2 separate regions of the Mus musculus genome follow, and region 1 is linked to region 2. The links are chromatin contacts, called in public Hi-C maps. All regions are on one chromosome and are shown on one strand. Each heading gives the region's core, a stretch centred on a gene start, on an enhancer-like site or on the middle of the called end of the contact. The rest is flanking DNA. Distances are from core to core; before and after follow the strand shown. Region 1 has its middle 21 kb from the start of Gm26203. Region 2 has its middle 13 kb from the start of Gm39741.

Region 1 (4,426 bases), core at 1,143-3,642, 130 kb before region 2:
CTTTCCTATTTCAAATAATATGCTTAAGAAAAGCCTTCACAGGTGTGCCAAGCCACTTGGGTTTAGTTGATTCCAGATGTAGTCATGGTGACAACCAAGATGGCCAAGACAGCTACACCTATGGCGGACTGGCTTCATTAGAATCTTCCTTGGTGTTTTTCTGCCCTCTCCCCACTTTGTCTTCTGTCTTACTCGTCCAGTGAAAATGTCCAACTTTGTGACATCGATATCGACAGACAATGAAGAAGGCTGAGCTCGGATTGTTTGTATAGCTAAACGTTTATTGGTCTCACGTCTTCATTGATCTTCATTTTGATTCGCTGAGAGAGGCACAGCTGAGAACTTTCCTTGATGTTCCTATTGGCTCTGGTCCTTCCTGTCCACTTGTGTCGACTAAGGCCTGGCACTTCCTGCTAGGTCTGTCACTGCCGATGCTACCCCAACATTACCAGATTGGACTACTGGTATACCCGTAAAGCAAGTGGATCGAGCTGTCGTTGCCCACCTGTGAACTAAACGACTAGTTTCCTGAGGACACAGATGAGATTTACTACAAAGAACAATTTCTGAACAGGTCCATGTCCCCCGCCCCCATTTCCTTTCTTCTCCACTACCTCTGGTAGATGATGGGCTACTAGGGAGGTTAAAACATTTAAGATCCATCATTAAAAATGACATTAAAAATTAAAATGATAACAGAGACTTTTAGGTTAAGTTGTCAGGTTGATAAAGTTTTAAATTGCATGGCTCATGCTTGGTATCATGGCTAAGAAACCCTGCCTCTCAGGAGAGCACCAGGTTTTCTTGTGTGGTTCTACAAGGGTTTCATGGTTTTGTTTTTATACTTAGTATTTTTGGTTGGCTTTGTGATTATTTTTTGAGCCGTGGCTGGCATGCTATTCACGTTGTAGCCCATGCAGGCCTTGGACTCTCTGCAATCCTCCTGCCTTAACCTTCTCAGTGCCTGGGTTACAGAACGCGCTGCCACGTTCCGCCAAGACTTTGGCTTTGCAATCAGCATTTTTCCTTTGAGTTTGGTTGTTTACTTGTGTGAAACATTGGTTAGCTACATAGCTCAGACTGGCCTTGAACTCATGATTCTCCTGTGTCTGCCTCCCGAGTGTCAGGGTTACAGGCATGTGCCACTATTCTGCTTATATTTAGGTTTTGACCCATTTCGAGTTTGTTTTGTGTATGTCAAAAGCTGTGGAAGGTTGTGAACTCACCCGCATGAGTGTCCAGCTGCCTCTCCCCATTTGCCCACTGCCTTCTGTGCTGAATTGCACTTGAACCTTTGTAAATGCTCGGTTATACATTGTCACATTCATCTCCTGTACCTACTGTGACAAACTTCTACAAACTTGGTGGCCTAAGGAACAGGCCTCGTTTCTTAGTAAAGACTAAACCTCTCCTAGTTTTGGTGCCAGAAGAGCGACCTCAAAGAAGGGCCTCCAGGTTTCTGGAGGAAGGTAGGGTATATGCCCACTCCCTTCCCTGTGTCCCTGTGAGGGATGTGCCCCCCTTCCCTCCCCCCTTCCCTGCGTCCCTCTGGGGGATACGCCTCCTTCCCTGTGGCTTATCAGAGTCTGCCTCTGAGCAGCCGAGCAGAGCTGAGGTCTTTCTTCATGATGAGTGCATACTTCATGAGGACAGAAACCAGATCTTACTCGTCTCTGCTTCTCAACCCACAGTGGCTTGAGAGATGCACAGCTGGTCTGTAGAATGAATGAGCAGAAGAGGAGGCACCACCAGTATTCTGGGAAAGACTTCGCACATCATGCAAAAGTTGAAAGGGATGGAAGCCGGACATGGTGCAGGTTTGGGAGGTGGAGATGGAGCCCCGTAGCTCACTGACCAGCATATTAAACTGATGTCATCAAGCTCTGAACTTTGAACCTGGAGAGGAAACTTTCAGTGTGTTCGCTAAAGAAGGTTCAGAGCATGAACACAGCACGAGGTTATATGCACAAGGACCACCTGGGAAAAACAGGAGTTATCACAGCTGACCACACCCATGCACAGATGTACAAGTGTGCAAATACCAGGCTTGTAGAGTTGCACCTCAGACCTGGTGGGTTCAAACACACACACACACACACACACACACACACACACACACACACACACTCTTGCAACGTAGCTGTCTGTGATACTATGAGTCAAAGTGCAGGTGGCCAGAAGCCTAAGCAAACATGTGAGCTGCCTCCTAACAAGGAAAGGAAAACAGGAAATGGATGCTGTGCAGCCTCTCCTCTCTCCTTCCTTCCCCCGTCTTCCAGATAGCAGCCCAGACAACAGGCTACAAACAACACCCTGGCAGCCATTGCATCTCACGATGCTCCAAGGGAGTAGGAAACAAGTTGGTTCCCAGAATGCTTTGCAAAGGCTCTGCATTGGACTATATAGAGGCCTCAGGGGAGTGGGGCTGCCTGGGTACTAATCCTGGGCTGGGCCCCTACAGCAGCTTGGCTAGTTCTGGCCTCCTGCTTGGTGTTTAAGTTTTGCCTGGACCTTGTTTGTTATCAGGCCTCCCACAATGAACTGAGTATCTTTTTAGGGGTGACCATGCCTCCCCTGAGCTCTTCCAGGAGGAGTCAGGCTTGTTTTCTCTTAGTCTTCACAGCACCCGAAGCTAGAGTGATTTTCAGCTGGGTTTCTGTCCGTGGGCCATTCCTTCCTCTCTGCAGATCTTTTAGGAACTCCTATCTGCTCAGGGCTTCCCACATGGGGCTGTGATGAACTTCTAGACTCTGGGTCTCAATCCGTGGCTGGCTCTGACTCGTACTCAATCCTAGCTGTAGCACCCAAGGGTCACTCCTCTCGGGTTTCGGGGCATATCAGCATCACCAGGGAATCGGTGAGAACCCGAGATTTCCTCAATAATTCATACCCCATGTCCCTCCTCCTGCAACATCACGTGGATCTGAACAAAGGCAGTGAACATTATCCAGCAGTAACCTAATCTCCTGGGTCGTTTACCAACAACACTCAGAGTGATCTCAAGGATTACCTTGGACTCTGGCCAGCACCTGGGAGACTGGGCCTAACTGAAGGCCAAATGGCCCAGGGTGCCAAGTAAGCCAACAGTGAGTTCCACTGAGGGGAGCTGGAAAATAAGCAAGCAAAAGATGTCTGGGAACTGCGGCTGTGGAGGCCTGTGTAGACTTCCATCCCACTAGCTGGAGCAGTGAAGCTGGGGCACCCCGTTCTCCACAAGGTCTCTGGTCTTGTCTACAGTTTGCCCCAGCAGAGCCAAACTGCAAGCCCATTGCTTGTTGGCACACACCTTCTCTGTACTGAGACTGCCACTGCACAGCAGGGGGAAAGGAGGTAGGAGCTCACCTCTGGATCATAAGGGATACAGACCAATAGTTTCTGGCATGACTGCTACAGGACACAGCAGAGATGTGCCCAGTGTGCATGGAACCAAGAAAAAAACATCAAACTGGAAGTTCTGGTGATGGAAGGTTCTCTGGAGGCTTTGGCCTGGAACTGGGTGTTAGAGGGTAAACAGGATTCTGGGGGCAAGAAAGCAGCTGGGATTTGGGGCAACGGGACAGCAAGCAACTTTGGGAAAGAAAGGGTTTATTTGGGTTACACGTCCACAGTACTGTCCTTCGTAGAGGGAAGCCAAGGCAGAAACTCAAGAAGGAACCTAAAGCCAGACAAGCCTGCTTGCTATTCCACACACCATTTGCCTCTCCCCGAGAAAACTCCCGTCACAAAGTGACACAACAGGAACTGTGGAGCAGCTGCTGGCTGGCACTCAGGTGTATGCTCATCTAGCTTTCTCATACGGTTTAGGACCATCTGCTTGCGGGATGGTGCTACCCACAGAAGACTGGGCCATTCTACCCAGTGAACAATCCCTGCCTCCAGACGTGCCCACGGGCCATTATGAGAGGCAATTCCTTGATTGAAATTCTCTTCCTAGATAAATTCTAGGTTCTGTCAATTTGGCAGTTAAAGCTGACTAGCTAGGATGAACTCATTCATGTACATAGGTATGTATGTATGTATGTATGTATGTATGTATGTATGTATGTATATTTTCTCAGAATAGCCCAGGCTAGCCTTGAACTCATTGGGTAGCTGAAGATATTTTTGACCTTCTGGTCCTCCTGCCTCCACCTCCCAAGTGCTGGGCCTGCAGGCTTGTGACACCACAGTTGGTTTATACGGCACTGGGAATCAAATCCAGGGCGTCATGCATTCTAAGCGAGTAATCCACTAAATAAATAAGTTAATCCTCAGCCTGGGCTCTCTTGTAAATGAGAGACACTCAGCTCAGACCAGGTTAAACAACCCAGAGAACTACAAGTCTCCATAACACGGGGGAGCCATCCTTGGGCTCACACTTGGCATTTGGATTCGCCATTCTCACCTTTCTCTCTGCGGCCTCTTACTCTGTGTGATCCATGTTCTC
Region 2 (4,491 bases), core at 659-3,158:
GTTGGGGCTTGCTTGTGTGACTTCATTTTCAATTTCATTCTAATATTGTGCAACTGTTTGCCTTGTTGGTCATGTTCCAAATGAAGTCCTATTTTTTTTTAAAGATTTAGTTATTATATGTAAATACACTGTAGCTGTCTTCAGACACCCCAGAAAAGGGTGTCAGATCTTATTATGGATGGTTGTGAGCCACCATGTGTGGTTGCTGGGATTTGAACTCAGGACCTTCGCAAGAGCAGTCAGTGCTCTTAACCACTGAGCCATCTCTCCAGTCCATGAAATCCTATTCTAAGGTAGTCAGAATTCCCAATGTAAATCTGGAGAGATATAGCACAAAGAAGCCCATACGACACCTCCATAAGGCAACTCCATAAGGCACCTTGAACTTTAGATCTTGCAGCTTGTGTTGGCTGGCTCATCGAGGCGAGACAGGTAGATGACCTCCCCCACACACCGTGGCTTCCAGTACACAACCCACTCACTATTTGAGAATCTATCTAGAAACAAAGGAAACTCACTAGGAAAGATAAATATTTTGATATTATAGAACAGACTCCAAAAGTCCTCTTTGGATTAGATCAGGATCTGAACTCTGGCTAACCCCGCAAAGATCTATGGCTTGTTCGGAGGCTGAACAGAAGCTAAGAGAACTATATAGCAGAAACTAAGAAAAGCAAAATCAACAGGAGAGAAAGAAAATACATTAGGAGGGATACAAACCCAAGGAGATAGGAGGAGAGGGTTAGAGGAAGAAGGAAAAGAGGTCGAGGAGTTGTGAATTACCTCAGGTCACCTCAGAAATTGCAGCTGCTCTCTGGAGACTTGGTAATGCATGCAAATGTGTTTCTCGAGTTGAAGTGTTATACCATGGGAAAGTGTTGTTTTCTAAGGTAGAAATATCCAGGCACGGTGCCCTTTGGAGGCCAGCATCGCAGGTTTTCTGCCAGGCTACTCCCTAACTTTTTTTTGGTGTTGTTAATTTTTAAGCCACAACTAAAATAGCTCAAATCTTTTGTGAATTGCCGATCTCAGTCTCCATTGCTCTGGGATGCTTGATTTTTTTCAAAAATCAGCAAGTATGAAAACCTTCCGAGACACATTAACCTTTGCAGTCAACTTGTCAGGCTGGAATGTTTACTTAGTGCTGAGGTCCTGGGATAACTCCCAGAGGGGACGGCAGGTGACAGCCATGGCTGCCTCTCAGGCGTAGAATCTCGTCTTACTTTCCTGAGAATGAGTTAGCTACATTCCAGCACCTTCTACCTCAGGCCTGTTTGACTTAGAAACTGAGTCAGGAAAAAGCAAGTCTTTCCTACAATCTTTGAACTAAACTATTTGCAAGCTATATGCCCTGTATGCCAGTCTGCACTGTGACAAAAGACCCAAGAGCAAACCAGCTTAATGGAGGAAAGATTTGTTTTGGCTCACAATTTCACAAGTTACAGTCTATGGTTGTGTAGCTCCATTGGCTCTGGGTCTGTGGTAAGTGTACAGGACAGGGTGCTCCCCCCCCAGGCCCCCACACTTCAGTAAACTAGGTCCTGCCTCATAAGAGCCCACCACACTATGAACCCACCACTAGATTAACCCATGAATGACATCAGAGCTCCCACAGTCCAGTCCCCTCCTAAAGCCCCACCACTTAAACAGTAAACACGTGAGCACAGACTATAATATCTTCACCTTTATGTACCTCTAAAACCTAGTTAATGACAACTTGCTAGGTGAAGTTCATAAGCAAGGCTAAGGTGGAACCAAATTTTGAGAATTCTGGTTTGAGTATTCCACCAGGAAGGTTGACAGCGGCCCAACAGCAGTGCCACTGGGCCCCGAGTCATCTGGGTGGGCGTTTCCCTAGCAGCGTGTCATAAGTGAGTCAGTTTCCAGCTGCTGCCGCTCTTGCTTCCAGATATGATTCACTGCTAATTTAGCTCTGCTGTTGCAAGGTAGCTGAGCTCTGTGACGAGGGATGTGTGTTCAGCTGCTTCGTTACTGACACGAAACTTTCTTGTTTTGATTTATTCACTGTTTTGGGTTTTGCAGACAGAGTTTCTCTGTGTAGCCCTGGCTGACCTGGAGCTAGCTCTTTAGACCAGGCTGGTCAGCCTGCTCTGCTTTCGAGTGCTGGGATTAAAGGTGTGAGCCATCACACCCAGCTTTGCAACTTTCTTGACATTGTACCTATAGACAAGAATGCATTGCAGCAGGATCATGGTCAGTATGCCTTGATGGCTAAGGCACACATACACCTAATCTTTCCAAATACCCTTTGTACAGTTCCCTCCGTAGTGACCTTCAGTAATTTGTCCACTTGTGCATGAGAAAGGGAAGGGTGGGCCCACTCTGCTACTTTGCCCAATTTGAAAGCAGTGTTAAGAGTAAGGAAAAGAAAAGATTGAAAACCAAGCTTAAACAACAGACTGTGTCATGCTCCTTGCAAATGGCTTGCCAGTGACATGTGCAAATTAATTTCTCTCAGCAGATGTTTGGGTAATAAAAATACATATTTAGTTTTTTTTTTTCCAGCTCCTGCTCAGCTGTGGGTTCACTGCGGCTGTAGCAGGAAGCATTAGGATCTAATGAGCAGAGATTGAGAATTAAGGCCAGTTATTCTTATAATTATTCTTGGGAGAAAAGGCGAAGGGACTCTAGCCAGCCTGGGCTTTGCAAGCATAGCTCTGGAAGGCCTTGCCCTTCTCCCCGATTCCCTCTGCCTTGCTAAAAACTGTTAGATTACATTCCTAAAGCCAACCACCAAGGTCTAGTCCTTTATTTGGCTACTTCCCCCTCCTGAGACTGACTACCAAGGTCCAGCTATCAAAAAGTATTGAAGTCCAGCAATCAAATGTCCCATTTGTTCACCTAATTATCATACCCAATCAAGATATGCCGCCGCCTCCTAACCCAGCCTCTTCCTATAAATTACGCCTGCAAGGTCATTTGCTGCGGTTTTTCTGCCAGAGTGGCTGACACAACGGCCACTTTCTCTTCTTCCCCACTTTAAATAAAGGATCTCTCAGAAAACAGGTGTTTGGGTGTGGTTTGTGCCTAGTCAGGGTCTGAAAAGAACCCCCTGCTATGTGTGTGGGAGGGTCTTGCTCAAGAGGTTCCAGGGCAACTGCAAATATGACCAGACCAAGTCAGGCTCTGTAGGAGGGGCTACAGGATACAACTATTGTGGTGAAAGTTGTGAAAGTTGCTTGTTAGGCAATGGCCAGTGTTCCTAACAGCCTGGAGTACCTTTGGGGGACTTTAATACTTTGAGGTTTCCTTTGGCATCCAAGGAAAAAGGAATCCCACAAATTGGGCTGGGATGACTAAGGTACAATTAGGTATAAAATTATTCTCCCTGGAGGAGCCTGACGAATTTACGTGTGTCTGTGACAGCATTGTGTCACCTTTATACCACAAAGTTCCCGCTTTCCTTACAAGCTGTGCTTATGTGAGCAGGGTCTGCGTTACCCATCTTTGGAGAGACAGATTGGAAGACAGACTTGCTGCAGAACTTGAGGTTCAGATGAGTCTGCTATAAACCCTTGCTCCTCTGTGCTGCCTGTAGTCTGCGCCTCAGCTGCCTCACAGGATTGCCAGGAGGACAGTAACAACTTAAACACACTTTCTCATACACTCCACACACAAACTGGCTCACAGCCGTATTTCTAGCCATATGTAAACATTATGAAAATCCAGACGATAAGTAAAGGTACAGACAGAAGGGTGGATGGGTGGATGGATGGGTGGATGGATGGACACTCTTCTATACAAGGGTGGCAATACTTGCAAATAGCTTAACTTCTATTTAGCCATCTCTAGTGGAAAGGTTTTTCTCTTTCCCTGCATCCATATATACAAGGCAAGGAGAAGGATCTGATTGGCTGTTTCTGGGTTGCATGCCCACCACTGTGAGGTGAGAAGGGTTCCATGATTGGCTGTTGCACTGAAGTAATTTAGATGGGGAAAGGAAATCCCCTCAAAGGAAAGGCTGTCTAAATGCTGTCACAAACATAGATATGTGAGTGTGGAGGTAAGCTTGGCACGCAGAACACTGCTGTCTTTCAGTGGGTGAGATGTCAGTGCAAGGCTGTATGCTTGGGACCCAAGTCAACAGCAGACTGACTGTTCCTCCCTCCTTTCGACAGCTCCCAGTCCCACTGTTGTCAGTGGCTTCCACCTCCTCCCTTGAGTGTCTGTCCCAGGCACACTCAGAGTCACTTAATGAGACTGTTGGGAAACTCCAACCCAAGCGGGGATGTAAGGACCCCACTTGGTAACTCCCTTAGGGAAAGGAGAGATCACACTTTTTGGTTCTGAAATGGACTCACAAGGAAGTCAGAGAGCTACAGTAGAGGAGACAGAAAGGGAACCCGGAGAAGTCATCATTAGACCCTCCCTACTAGTGCTGGAAGAGTTCCACCCAGAGGGCATCCCTCGGAGCACAGGCTGGCTCTCCCTTCCTTCCCTACTAATGCTGGCAGGGTTTCATCCAAAAGG

What was found. A called contact is a pair of places that touch in the nucleus more often than the background predicts.
Region 1: a contact with region 2 is called in a Hi-C map of liver, with 1.9 times the contacts expected there. The contact joins two enhancer-like sites. A contact is called at or near these places in 7 of 484 Hi-C or Micro-C datasets (the G1E-ER4 cell line, the HPC-7 cell line, Kupffer cells and 4 more), 3 of 115 datasets of contacts at active chromatin or transcription factors (the HPC-7 cell line, embryonic stem cells and pancreatic cancer cells) and 1 of 9 other capture datasets (embryonic stem cells).

The regions. Positions count from the first base shown.
Region 1 is chr1:191,791,782-191,796,207 of GRCm38.p6, reverse strand. No RefSeq gene overlaps it. Among named protein-coding and RNA genes, the nearest start is that of Gm26203, 21 kb to the right of the region's middle. Within about 2 kb of position 2,392, at least 37 of the 459 cell types and tissues checked have an H3K27ac peak or open chromatin away from gene starts, as enhancers often do. A contact at or near this core is called in liver and pancreatic cancer cells, where this site is marked.
Region 2 is chr1:191,659,783-191,664,273 of GRCm38.p6, reverse strand. No RefSeq gene overlaps it. Among named protein-coding and RNA genes, the nearest start is that of Gm39741, 13 kb to the right of the region's middle. Within about 2 kb of position 1,908, at least 141 of the 459 cell types and tissues checked have an H3K27ac peak or open chromatin away from gene starts, as enhancers often do. A contact at or near this core is called in liver and pancreatic cancer cells, where this site is marked.